2 separate regions of the Mus musculus genome follow, and region 1 is linked to region 2. A link is a contact called in public HiCAR-type data. All regions are on one chromosome and are shown on one strand. Each heading gives the region's core, a stretch centred on a gene start, on an enhancer-like site or on the middle of the called end of the contact. The rest is flanking DNA. Distances are from core to core; before and after follow the strand shown.

What was found. HiCAR-type assays count read pairs that join an accessible place to other places.
Region 1: a HiCAR-type map of fibro-adipogenic progenitors shows a contact between it and region 2, with 4 times the contacts expected there. The contact joins two enhancer-like sites. A contact is called at or near these places in 13 of 484 Hi-C or Micro-C datasets (adipose-derived mesenchymal stem cells, cerebral cortex, cortical neurons and 6 more) and 2 of 115 datasets of contacts at active chromatin or transcription factors (fibro-adipogenic progenitors and heart atrium).

What each region holds. Positions count from the first base shown.
Region 1 is chr2:159,330,332-159,337,259 of GRCm38.p6, reverse strand. No RefSeq gene overlaps it. Among named protein-coding and RNA genes, the nearest start is that of Gm25090, 190 kb to the right of the region's middle. Within about 2 kb of position 2,364, at least 7 of the 459 cell types and tissues checked have an H3K27ac peak or open chromatin away from gene starts, as enhancers often do. A contact at or near this core is called in fibro-adipogenic progenitors, where this site is marked.
Region 2 is chr2:159,055,815-159,061,821 of GRCm38.p6, reverse strand. No RefSeq gene overlaps it. Among named protein-coding and RNA genes, the nearest start is that of Gm25090, 81 kb to the left of the region's middle. Within about 2 kb of position 4,526, at least 11 of the 459 cell types and tissues checked have an H3K27ac peak or open chromatin away from gene starts, as enhancers often do. A contact at or near this core is called in fibro-adipogenic progenitors, where this site is marked.

The DNA.
Region 1 (6,928 bases), core at 1,115-3,614, 280 kb before region 2:
CAGGTTCACAAAAACCAACCAGCACAACATCCATGAAACCACCATGACAAACGAGATACCTTGCTCCCATTTGTATTCTTCCTTTCTCTCTGTCCTCATCAGGAAACCGTCTATCTGCTTTCTGCCACTGTAGATCACATTTTTTTTTCAGTTCTGAATAGTAAGCCCAGGACTTCTGCCCCTGTTAGCACTGAGCTATTTACCCTGAGCCTCAACTCTTTTGGTTGCTAACTACTCTTCCATTATAACCAGCTACTTACTTCTGCATCTATCATTTTATGGCTATATTTAAAGCTTCCAGATTTTAACTACTATGAATGTAGTGCCTGAACACATTCACATCCGAGTCTTTGTAAAGACATATTTCATTAGGAGGGAGGTATCTCCATATGGTGTACCCACACCAGATGCTATGCATATGCTTAACTTCTTAAGTAAACTGTCACCAGTTTTCCCAAAATGGCTTTACTATTCTACATCCTAACCAGGAGAATGTGAATGTGTGAGTTCAAGTTGATCTATAACCCAACACGTGGTACCATATGCTTTCATTTAAATAATTGCATGATGTACAGTGATAACTCTTTGAAATTTGGACATTTTCTTGATGACAAATGATGTCAAGAGTATCTGTATTTTAACAAGATTCCTACTTTTTTGTAGACATAATAAATTCAATAAATTCAAAAAAAGATGCAAAGAAATGGAAATAGAAAAGTTTTCAACTAAGAAGATGGTAGACATGAAGGAATAACCAGAAACTATAAGCTCAGTAATGGACAATAGTCATGCAGGGGAGTGGCTCCATTTCACATGCTTACATACCTTCTACAGCAGCAGAACACCAGGGCCAGCTCACAGTAGGCACTATTGATCTTTATTTTAAGAGTCAAAGATAGCCTTAAAAAGAAGAAAACTAAAGTCTGTCATGAATCCATTGTGGTTAATATGATAATTTTTGTTTTGTTTTTGCTTCATTAATTAATTGCTGTTGCTCTAACAAATTACCATAAATCAACTCACCATATTATAATTATATAGGTGAGAAGTCTGAAAATGTACCTAAGGGTCAATAGTTGAGGTACTGGCTGGCCTAGTTCCTTCTGTGTGACCCAGAGAGAATCCACAGCTAAGTTTTTCTAACTTTTGTCGTCTTTCCATAATCCTTGGCTCCTGATTCCCTACAACCTGTCATCACCCCAACTTTGAATCATTACTCTGCCACATCTCTCTTTCCCTACTTAGGAGGACTTCAGATGACACTCTGTCCACCATACTAAGGTCCTTAAGCCCATTTTTCCTGCCTTTTAAGGGAGCATGTTCACACTGTTGTAGGATTAGGATGTAGCCTTTTGTGGGATTCATTGTTTAACCTATCATGGTATTGCTGTTCAGAGATTTTCCTATGCAGTATGACGAGATTCAAATGTGAGCTAAGTTACAATTATCTGCAAACAATCCCTCCTCTTTCTTATTGCAAGAAATGTTATTACTGTGGGTAGAATGGAATTTGAAGAAGCCAAGAGAAGGTCAGTGAGCCCACAGAAGGGCAATAAAAATGATGGCCAATATTTACAATAGTCTATGTAATTCCTATAAGCTCATCATTGATCTTAAAAGCACACTATGAGATGGCATCACTAATTTTCCCATTTTCTGGGGGTTGAACAGAGATACCAAGAGACTAAGAAATTTACCCGTGATTATACAGTGAGGCATTTTACAGGCAGGCTTCAGACACAAGCTTTGGGGCTCAAGTGCTTCTTTTCCCACACATTGGGAGATGCATGGAGAAGAGATAGGAACAGAAGTGAGGAAAGAGAGATATGGGAAGCAAGAAGAGAGTGGCATCAGTTAGAGTATGCTAAGGCACTGAAAAAAAAAAAACCAGAGGGAGGAATAGGTCAGCCAAATACTGGACGGAGTTTGGCTTTGGAGGAAATTTACTGGAAGGATTTTTTAGGAATTATTCATGTATGATGATCAGTGAAACTCCTGTCCTAATAGCCAACTGTTTTTTATGCACCTTTATGCAAGTGCATGATGCTGGTCAGTTTATTTGGAATCTGTTGGATCTCTGTCTTGTTTTCCCCCAGAATGCTGTTTTGCCGGGGTGAGTCTTAAGGTGGGAGGAAGGAGGCTTCATTTCCCTCCTAATTGTCGCTGCTGCTTTTGATTTGCTTCCTGCTTCCCCCACCTTTTAAAATGCTACATCATGAGTATCTTCCTGTAATAAAAATATTTCTCAAAAAAACGTGACTTGAATGGCTGCCTGACATTTGTCATCTGAATGCCCCATAACTGTTTGTGTAAGCGACAGTAATTGTGTGGGGCTGGAATGAATGGCCTCATTGAACAGCAGAGCTGTCCTTGGGAACCAAGGAGGTATTTGCAATCCCTATCCCCAGCCAAGAGAGGCCTCCTGGCCTGATAATGTGTGTTTGGATCCAAAAAAATTGTTGAGAAGTAGTTCTTGCTAGGCTAATCACTGAGAGTTCCTTCAATGTGTGTGTGTGTGTGTGTGTGTGTGTGTGTGTGTGTGTGTGTGTGTGTGTGTGTGTGTGTGAGTGTGTGTTCCTTTCTCTAATCCTGATGGAAAGATTACATGAGGCAGCTCCACCAACAGAAAAGGCACAGAGACCCTCTGCACGGGGTTTGTGTATCTTTCCAGAAAACAGTAACTGAAGTAACTTGTACTAGGAAGGAAAAGTCATCAAATATGTGGTTCTCCAACAATATGAGCTAACCAGTACCCCCGAGCTTGTGTCTCTAGCTGCATATGTAGCAGAAGATGGCCTAGTCGGCCATCACTGGGAAGAGAGGCCCCTTGGTCTTGTAAACTTTATATGCCCCAGTACAGGGGAACATCAGAGCCAAGAAGTGAGAGTGGGTGGGTAAGGGAACAGGGCAGGCAGGAGGGTATAGGGGACTTTTGGGATAGCATTTGAAATGTAAATGCAGAAAATATCTAATAAAAAAATATGTGGTTCTCAGCTTGGAGACAGAAATAAAGTGACCTCCTCATCAATGCTATCATCATCGTAGTCGTCGTTATCATCATCATCATCATTATTTCACCCTAATTACTATGGTACCTACTGGGTATGTGCTGATTGGCAGCTATATTTTGTGCTTTAAACAATCTCTCTCCCTACCTCTGTCCCTCCTCTTTGTCTTTCAGAGGTGCTGAGACCTGGACCCAAGTCCCTGTGTGCATGCTAAACACGTGTTCTGCATCTGCACATTCATTCTTTACCAATCTTCCTAAGTAGGCTATACTCTTCCCATTTCGTAGACAGAGAAACAGACTCTGGAGTTAGTATTTCCCTAAACTCATAGGCACATATGTGCTTAGCAGAGCCTCAAGCTTCAGGCTGCTTGATTCTAAACTGCACTTCATGAAGAGTTGCTTTGTGTACAGAGTGACTTCCATCAGGTCTGATCTGAATGCCACCCACGGTGACTTACGACAGAGAAGACTTCTCAGAAACTTTGCACTGCTCAGGCAAAGGCTTTACTGGCTTCTGTTTCCTGCCTCCACCTACAAACACCAGACTCCACTTCCAGGCACTGTCTCTTATTGCTATCTGCATCTCTTGCCATGGACTGAAACCCTCTCTTGACATTAATTAGCATTCCATGCTGCCCAGGGCTCTCCTGATCTCCCCAGTCCTGTGGAATACTTTTAAGTGTCCAAGTCTGGAGGCATAGACCTGGGTTTTGTGCATTCTTCCAGAAGGACTGAAACGATGCTGAAGGCCAGAGCCCAGGCCAGGCCCTCTGTAACGTTCCCATTGTGTTTCTTGAGATGCAGTTCCTGGCCAACTCAGGCTTTAGGTTTCTGTGACCCATGCCAACAACAACCAAATGTCCATTGGTTCATGTGATAGTCTATGAATATACTCACTGTCCTTGTATTTAGAAATGATTTCATAGGTAATATTTTAACACAGGCCACCTCATTTTTTCCTTTTTTTATTTATTAGATATTTTCTTCATTTACATTTCCAATGCTATCCCAAAAGTCCCCCATTCCCTCCCCCCCTACTCCCCTACCCACCCACTCCCACTTCTTGGCCCTGGCATTTCCCTGTACTGAGGCATATAAAGTTTGCAAGACCAATGTGGCCACCTCATTTTTAAAGTAATTCTGCTATTCATGTTTCTCTATAAGTACATTTTGATATTTTTTTCTTATATTCAGAATTGACATTAAATTTTATTCTTCATTGCTAAATAAGATAACTAATGGCAATTAAGATCATCTCTAGCTTTTATATCTATATCATAAATAGGACAAGGAAAAAATCTACTATTTTTGTTCTGGAAGACTAATATACAAGATTCTTAGGAAAAAGTGGCAACCTCTTATCACTTATTATAATTCATTAAGCTTGTAGGAAATATTTAGATACTTAATTGGCATTTAACAAGATAGCTATAGAGAGTAAATGAGACATTAAATTCTCTTCTTAAATGCCCATTAGCTTTCCTTTAGAAATTAATTGATATCTAATTCATTTGTGATCAACTATTTTATCCATTGCCAGATGAGAACTTCAACACATCAATGATAAATAGAAGCAGGAGGAGGGGTAGGGTTTAGATGAACTGAGCTCCCTGTCAGCCTAATTTAAAATGGAAAGGTCCTTGTGTTGCCCTCGTCTCATCAAAGTGACACTGTCATCTTGTTTGTAGAGAGAAGGGTTTTGGCCCCAAGCACAGTTAGACCTATGCAGTTGGATTAGCACGAGAGGCTCCTGTAAGGATCTATCTGTGCATTCTCACACTGAATGGTGGCTAGGTATGGTTATGAATAAAATGGAGCAGTTGATATAGCTGTTTATAAGTGCCATGATTTCTGACTGGAGAGCCTCCTCCTTGCGGACTAGCTTTCATGGTACCAGAAGGTGCCGTGAATTCTTACATAAGAGGAAAGGAACCAACGGTCCTGCCCAGAGAAGATGCCTGTGAAGCACAACAATGACCAGCAAAGCACTAGGACCCTAACAGGATGGTAGTGACATGCATACCTTGACAGTAACTAACAGCTCTCTAATTGGATTTAAGAACTGCTCAATAAGAGACAAATCTTTCCTGATACTGCAAACCTACCCAACTACTCAAGGCTAGTGAAGTTATGAATCTTGGATGAGAACTTACAACTACCACTTTACTAAGCCAGCATGGTCCCTAACTACATTCTAAATATTTGTCCTTGTATCTACAGATAAGCAGTCTTCATCCCTCATTAAGGAAAGTTCTCTTTACAACAGATGAATGCTATCACAGAAAACCACAATTGATCAAAATGCAGAGTTTTGGAGCTCAGCCCTAATTGATACATCTACCAAACCACTCTGTCACTGAAGGCTCAGGGACGTTGGAGAAGAGGGACTGGAAAGAATGGAAGAGCCAGAGAGGCAGGGAGTTTTCTGTGAGACTGTCTTTTAGGAACGTCTGAAACTACTACAGCCATACAATTTCACCAACATGTCTCTCTATACATGAGCTGAATGAGGATGACAGTAGACATGATGACATGGACAGCGGGAAAGTCAATGAGGCCTTGGCTCTACACAAAGAACTACATGTCCCAGCTTCTTGGATGAGCCACAGTCAGGGAATGAATAAGAAATGCAGTATCAGCTAACCACAGCCCCACTGTGTTGTGTCTCAGACGTACCATCTACTGTTCTGCTGCTTTCTACTCTTCCTTGTCACTGATGTGGATAAACACAAACTAAATGACCTCACCATCTGCATCTGTAGAGACTGGGAATAGTCGCATCCAGTGCAAATGCTATCAGGGCTCCTGCACCTTTCTCATAGGCTTTCTGCTCACTTCAAAGTCAATTTCCTGAGGACATCATGGCTGTCGCCTTAGCACTCCTGGTGACTAAGGTCAACTTGCTTCAACTAAGGACACTAAGCTTCAACTTGTTTCTGATTTTCCTGCTGACTGCTGTTGTCTCTTCTGCCCAAATCTCTCTACTTACAGCAACATTTTCTCCCATGACAGACATGATCAGAGGACTACCTATGAGTTTATTCTTTCTTGGAGAGCAAGGCTGGACATTCCAGTCTTCTCTGAAGTCGAGTGTAGCATTATAATGAAGATCCAGACAATAGGGGTGTAGAGAAGTCATGGGTGCCTCCTCTAGTTCTTGCTGAACTCCAAACATTCAGCCTTTCTTACAGCTATATTTCTCCATGGATGCATGCAGATGGTCATGATACAATTTTAAAAGTTCATGTCTCAAATTGATCATCACATAGTAAACCTCCCTTGAGTCAGTGAAAACCAGTATTTGAAGGAAGAGGTGACTTCTGTTGTCCTTAATCAAAGGGAATTGATAGTTTTCTGTTACAATATCCAGTTCTTACTGACTTTATACTTGTGATTCCTCCTGCCATTGAAGATATTGCAGAGGCTAGGGATCATACAGAAAAAGCAAAAGGAAGCATAAGATTGTGAGAGAACACTTCTCCTCTTGCATCTGTGCTCTTGCTGCAATCAGTGCACCTCAGAGTGATGCTGATAATATTCCCGTAGAACATCTGGGACCAGCTCTTCACAGTTAGAAGACATTATCTCCATGGGTGATGGCCCAGGAGACAAAGAGCTTCAGCAGTATTGAATACACAGAGTTCCCCCTTTGCTTTGATGACTGCATTTGGGATTATGTCAAGTATATTATGCCCAACTCTCTCTTCCTTAATCTTGATGGTTCTTGTCCACAAACAAGTGATAATTAACATTGGTCACTTTTGTTTACCACTGTATCGTCAGCATCTAAAACAGTTCCTGGTACACAGAAGATAATATCATTTAAGTGAAGAGTAGATTTGTAGAATCACATCTAAGAGAGAGCTATTACAGATCCTATATTATAGCCATTTTGGGGGGAAGAAAGTGTCAAACCCA
Region 2 (6,007 bases), core at 3,277-5,776:
GGCTTCTTTACTGGGCCACCAAGAGAAGTGCCTACCCACCTTATGCTACCCAGCTTGTGGAAATGGCTATAGAGTCATCTAGAGTTTACCAAGGCTTAGAATGGACAAAGCCACTATCCAGGGCAATCTATTTAAAAACCACCGTGGTAATGGGACAGGGGGGGCTTGCAGCGATGACTCAAAGGTAAAGAGCATCGGTTGCTCTTCCAGAGGAGCTGAGTTTGATTCCCAGCATCCACATGGTAGCTTATCACCATCTGTAACTCAAGTCCCGGGGGATATAACACACCCCTCTGTCCTCCACAGATACCGGGAACAGACACGGGGCACAAATGTACCAGTGGGCAAAACATCCAAATACATATAATTAATTAATTAATTTTTCAAAGCAGTTGTGGCTAGGCAGTGCCTACAAGAACCAGAGTTGTGTTCCAGCAGCAAGCAGCAGTGAGTGCTGTGGAACTTCTTCAAGTTATATAGAGTGTCCCGAGTGCTAACATCAGGGTATCCCAGCTGATGGTCCTTTGCTCAAAGCACTGGTACGCCGGCGTGAGCCAGATTACCCGGCTTCTTCACCCCCACATACTTTAGCCTATTTAAAGGAAAATAAAGATCAAGAGACATAGTTAGGAAAAAGACTCAGTAATATCAATCAATTACCATGCTAAACTCCCACTCCAATGGGCTCAGGAAGATCTGGTTACCTCTAGTCTGTCTCAGATGTGAAAGTACAACCTTTCAAAGACACATTTCAGAAATTCCACCTGCCAGAGAGAGAAGTTACATATTTGGGAGGATGTATTAAGTAGTGATAACAAACACACACCCCAGATTTTAGTACATTAAAAGTCAGACCTAGATGTACTCTCACTTAAGTGTCCCGGGGGTCGGGGGGTGGGGAAGGCCAATGTCAGGAACTTTTCATCTCTAACAGATAGCTTCCAAAGGATGCTACTTACTGTCAGGATAAGTCAAGGAGAACGAAGACAAAGACAATCACACAGAGCTAAAGGGGAAAGCAAGGGGCAGAGGAGGGGTGGGACATGACATCAAGCACTTCTGATCGTATCTACTGGCAACTGGAGCTGCACAATCACCGTGAATTTCAAGGAAAAATAAAAATAAAGCAGAGTTGGGTACCATATGCTCACCATTACTGCTACAATGTAGGAGAGAGATGGCAGCCTCTGATGGCCTTCGATGGCCTCTGATGGCCTCTAATGGCCAGTAGCAATCTTCTTCCTATGAAGGCGTCGGTGAACTCACAGAGCTACTTGATGTCTGATTATAGCTTTGGTCCCTGGGACCATATATGTTGTTGTAGTCTAATTTTCTAATGTTTTCATTGAATTTTTAGATTCCCAAGTTAGTTCTTCTTTAGAAATTAATTTGTAAAAATAATATTTAAAAGCCATGTACCAAAGTAGCCAAATAAGAAAGTAATAGCCTACTAAAAGGGAGTGTACATACACTTGAGTAAATCAGAGAAATTTTGTACGTGGAGGGTGGTTTACTCTCCATGGCATGCCAGAGTCAGAGCTTACCCAGGCCTGATTCACAGTGTAGTTCAAATCTTACACTTAGCAGACACCTTCCAATTGGAAGTAAGAGAAATAGGCATCTATCTATATTAGATTAATTTTTAGGAGTTTTTTTTTATTTTATGTCTATGTTGTGTGCCTGCATGAGTTTATGTGTTCCATGTATGTGTTTATGTGTTCCATGTATGAGTTCATGTGTTCCATGTATGTGTTTATGTGTTCCATGTATGTGTTCATGTGTTCCATGTATGAGTTCATGTGCTCCATGTATGTGTTTATGTGTTCCATGTATGTGTTCATGTGTTCCATGTATGAGTTCATGTGTTCCATGTATGAGTTCATGTGTTCCATGTATGTGTTCATGTGTTCCATGTATGTGATGGTATCTGCAGAGGCATTGGATCCAGGAGCAGGAACAGGAGTTGGGCTGTTGTGGACTGCCCCTGCTTGCTACTGGGAAGTGAGCAAGAGGAGTAGGTTCTTAGGCACTGAGCATCTCTCCAGCCCCTGTCCTAGAATAGTGTCAGACATCACGGTGACATGATGCTGCTGGATAACAGAAAGATGAGCCTGGCAGGAAGCACATCTAGATGAACACAGAGAAGACTTGGCAGGAACAGGTCCTTATGACAGCGAGGGCCCCGGCAAACAAGAGGTTAACAAATGAAGAGCAAAAAAAAAAAAATGGCCTACAGAGTATGTTTCATATTGTCTGTGAAATTAAAAAACATTTGATAAGAAAAAATGGTGGGAAATTCAGGAACTTGTTAATCAGATTTTTTGGAAGAGAAGAAAATAGAGATAGTAGATTAACATCATAATTGCCAAGTCTGAGTGAAACTATTTTGAGCAGAGTGAGGGGGGAAGTGAGAGCTGTTGGGAAAGGAAGGCAGAGAGTTCAGGTGAAAACATGTTTCGAGGGACTGCATCTGACCATATCGGCTCCCCGGCAGCTGACCATGCCAAAAGGTGCTGTCTTTGTGTTCTTGGCTCAGAAATGCCACTCACAGAAATGAGGGTTAAAATTCAAGAGCTAAGTGCAAGGAAAGGGGGCAGCTGAGACAAGAAGGCATGTCAGAGAGATCAATGTGCTGAGATGGGCATCCCTGCGGCTGCGGCATTCCGCAAGGTGGAGGATGCAGGAGGGGAAAAGCCATAAGACTGTCACGTGTCAGGCATCAGAGGTTATAAGACACAGGGAAGATGACAGGTGGAATAACATAGTTTGGGAAGCCAGAACATAGTTATGACCTCCAATGAGGAAATTCCTGGGAAGGGTTAAGGTCGTATGGCATGGACTCACTTAAAACTGTGAAACTAAAGGCCAGACTCTCAGAATCTTCTCAGAGTCACACATCCAGACAATGAACCACCCCTATCCACAGCCTCCCTGAGAAATGCCTCCTCTTCTAAGGTCCACTTCTTCAAATTTTTAACATCAGTACTCTGAATTTCTGGGCTTTCTGAGCTCATCGAAAAGGACTCAGACCCAGGGGGTTTATCCAATTAGTACCACAGGTAGAAAAGCAAGTTGGTGCTTCTACTGCCTTAAGACGAACAGGAACCGGTGTGGCTCCCCAGGGGCCTTGGACAGAGGTAGGTGCCCAGCCACTCTTCACTTTACTCCCAGGAACCTGCTTTACAGGATAACTTCTGAGTTTTAATGACTCGGGCTGTATGTATCCAGGTAAATGCTGGATGAACTTGCTTGCCTATGATAGGGAATTGGGGGTATAGCACAGGGTAGGTGGTAGCCCCAAGGTAGCCAGTCACAGATACAAGAACATGGCTCACAGTAAAGTAGTTCCAGGAGCCTATGAGGCTGGATTTGGACAGGCTCTCTCGCACCCTGAGTTGTACAGAATTGATGGCAACAGATACCAGAGTGGAGACATTGGTATAGAGACAGAGAGCGTCTAATCTGGCAACAGTAGAGGAGCAGAAGAGACCCAAGCACTCTTTCCCACACGCTTACAAGAGTCACCTTCTAAGAGAAATCAACTCTGAAAAGGACAGAAAAGCTCCAAGAGCAGCAAAGGCCACAGGTCACCAGGCAAAGACAAAACCTAGGGAGGCTTCTCAGGTGACACGAGAGGTATCAGACCCTCAGGTGACATCAGGGCCTAGGACAGGATGTATAAGAGAAAGTGTGGGTTCTCAGCTGGGAAAAGATCAGTTTGGTGAAACTGAATCCAGAGGCACTAAAATATGTCCATGTAGCCTGTATCAGGAAAATTCGAAGAAGCCAGCTGTCTTTGGGCGAAGAGTATCTCCAGGTGCTGTGAGATCAGGGAAACCATAAAAGGGCTGGCTATGGTGTACTTATTGAGCTGGGATAAGGACCTTCTCCTGTCTCACAGCCCAGCACCTAGAATCATTTTGCAAACACACCCAGCTGCTCTCCTTGGCAGGAGTCCTCAGCTCAAGAGTGGCTTGCGCAGAAAGCCATCAGAGTTTGTTTGATTCCCCCCCCCCCCCCAAGGCTGTCTCCTCCAGTCCATGGTAAGCTGTCTTCATAACTCCTCTCTGCCCGCCCTGTTCCTCCCAGGGGCTTTGGCCTTCGCAGTCTGATTCATTTAAAAGACTGCAGAGGCCTGAGGCCTGGCGAGAGTCCAGTAGTGGGGGACACACTGTCCCAGCAGCCAGCTATAGAGTGAGGACAGGTCTCATCTCTCCTGACCCCTCTCAAATATCCTCAGGCCCACAAGATGCAGGCTGGCTTGGGTCCTTAAATAGAGGAGAGGCAAAGAAAGATGAAAGGGAGCCCCCGGCTCCTTCAGGGGTAGCATTCCATCCATCAGGACCAGAAGAGCCTCTGTCTTGTGGATCAATGGTGTCATTTGAACGAGCCTGGACCCAGCTCCCTCTTCCAAAGCATTAGCTCACATTCTCTTCCCTCTTCTGTGCTTCCACAGCCTCATCTGCTCCTGTCTGTTGTCCCTCCTTTCTCAAACTTTAGCTGCCTCTGTGTGATCTGGAGAGCCTATGACGGCAGACTCTCAGGTCCCACCCATAGAATGTCTGATTAGGGAAAGGACTGGGTGGGGCCTGGGAGTTTCCATTTCTAACAGATTCCCGGGTGACATTCTGGCTGCTGACCCAGGGTCCACTCACAGGGAGACACTGTCTTAGCTACTCCACCCAGGTTGGTGAGAGGTTGAATCAGCCTCAAGGGCAGCCCCCAGGCCCTGCCCAGGCTCCAAGTCCAATCAATGACTATTGATTTCACTGAATGGAAGCAGTGAACAGCAGAGAGTTGGTTGACTTTAGATTCCCATGAACAACTGGCTCCGTGATAGTCAGACCTACTGAGTCTGTGGGAAAGGATAGCCATGCATAGTTTGGACACCCATAGGTGAGAATCATACACAATGATGCCACCTTCAGCTCACAGTTCCAATCTGCATTTAGCCTTGCCCTATGGAAGCCTCTCTCCTGGGACTCCCATGTATCCAGAGGACAGAACACAGGAGGCCTGATAGGCAGGTCAATGCAATCGACGCTGGAGAGAGATCCTCTTGAGTCCATAATGGCAGTGTGTACTCGCTGGCACTGTGCTTCACCTGTGTGAGCCTCAGCCAAGGATACAGTTCAAATGACACAACTGTCCCATATCTCCATGGCCATGGTGGAGAAGCTAGCCTCATCACAAGCAAACCCTTAGAGGTGTCCAGCTGCTGCGACCCGTATTATCACTACTGCTGTCATGCCTAGGTTAGGCTTTTAAAAATTAAGCCTTGGCTTTCTCTATTACAGGATGACTATGTATGTGAACATGATATAGACTTATGCAATTGTTCCAAAATATAAATGAAATAATGTATGCCCAGTAGCTAGCATACAGCCAGATAAACATGAAGGATTGTTCCTAGCTGGAAGCAGATAGTCCCATAGCCAGTTTTGATTTGCTAGAGACTGTCTTGGAAAGCCCTCCCATGCAGTCTGAAACAGTTGGTCACCCTAGAACAGCACACCAGGCTAAGCCAATCCCCACTCTCCCAAGCAGTTCAGGGAGATTTTTCTGGCCCCTGTCAATGAGCCACTGCATCCTAAACCAGGCTCTGTACTTCCTCCAGGAGCTAAGTGATCCCAGGATGCCAGGATCTGTACTAAGGATAGAGAGACTCGACTAGGCTTGGAGAGGGCAGAGATGGAATGCGAGCCCACAGTCAGGCTCTCAGGACATCAGACACAGGACGAATTACACATCCAGGACCAGGATGACTGAAGATGGAAATTGTCTCTGAGGGTCAGGCTGGACCAAGAGGAGGGAGAAAGTGACATCCTGATGATGAATAATTCAGAGAGAGGAAGCCAGGGGCAGGAGGAGCTGCCGCAGGGCCCCTAGCCTGTTCTCAGCCAGTCTTTTCCTGAGCAGGAAACCTCCCAGCTGAGCCTGGGAAGCAGTTATCACTGGTGGGTGATTAAGTTACTAATCCTTCAGGGAGAAGACATTTAGAGGCCCA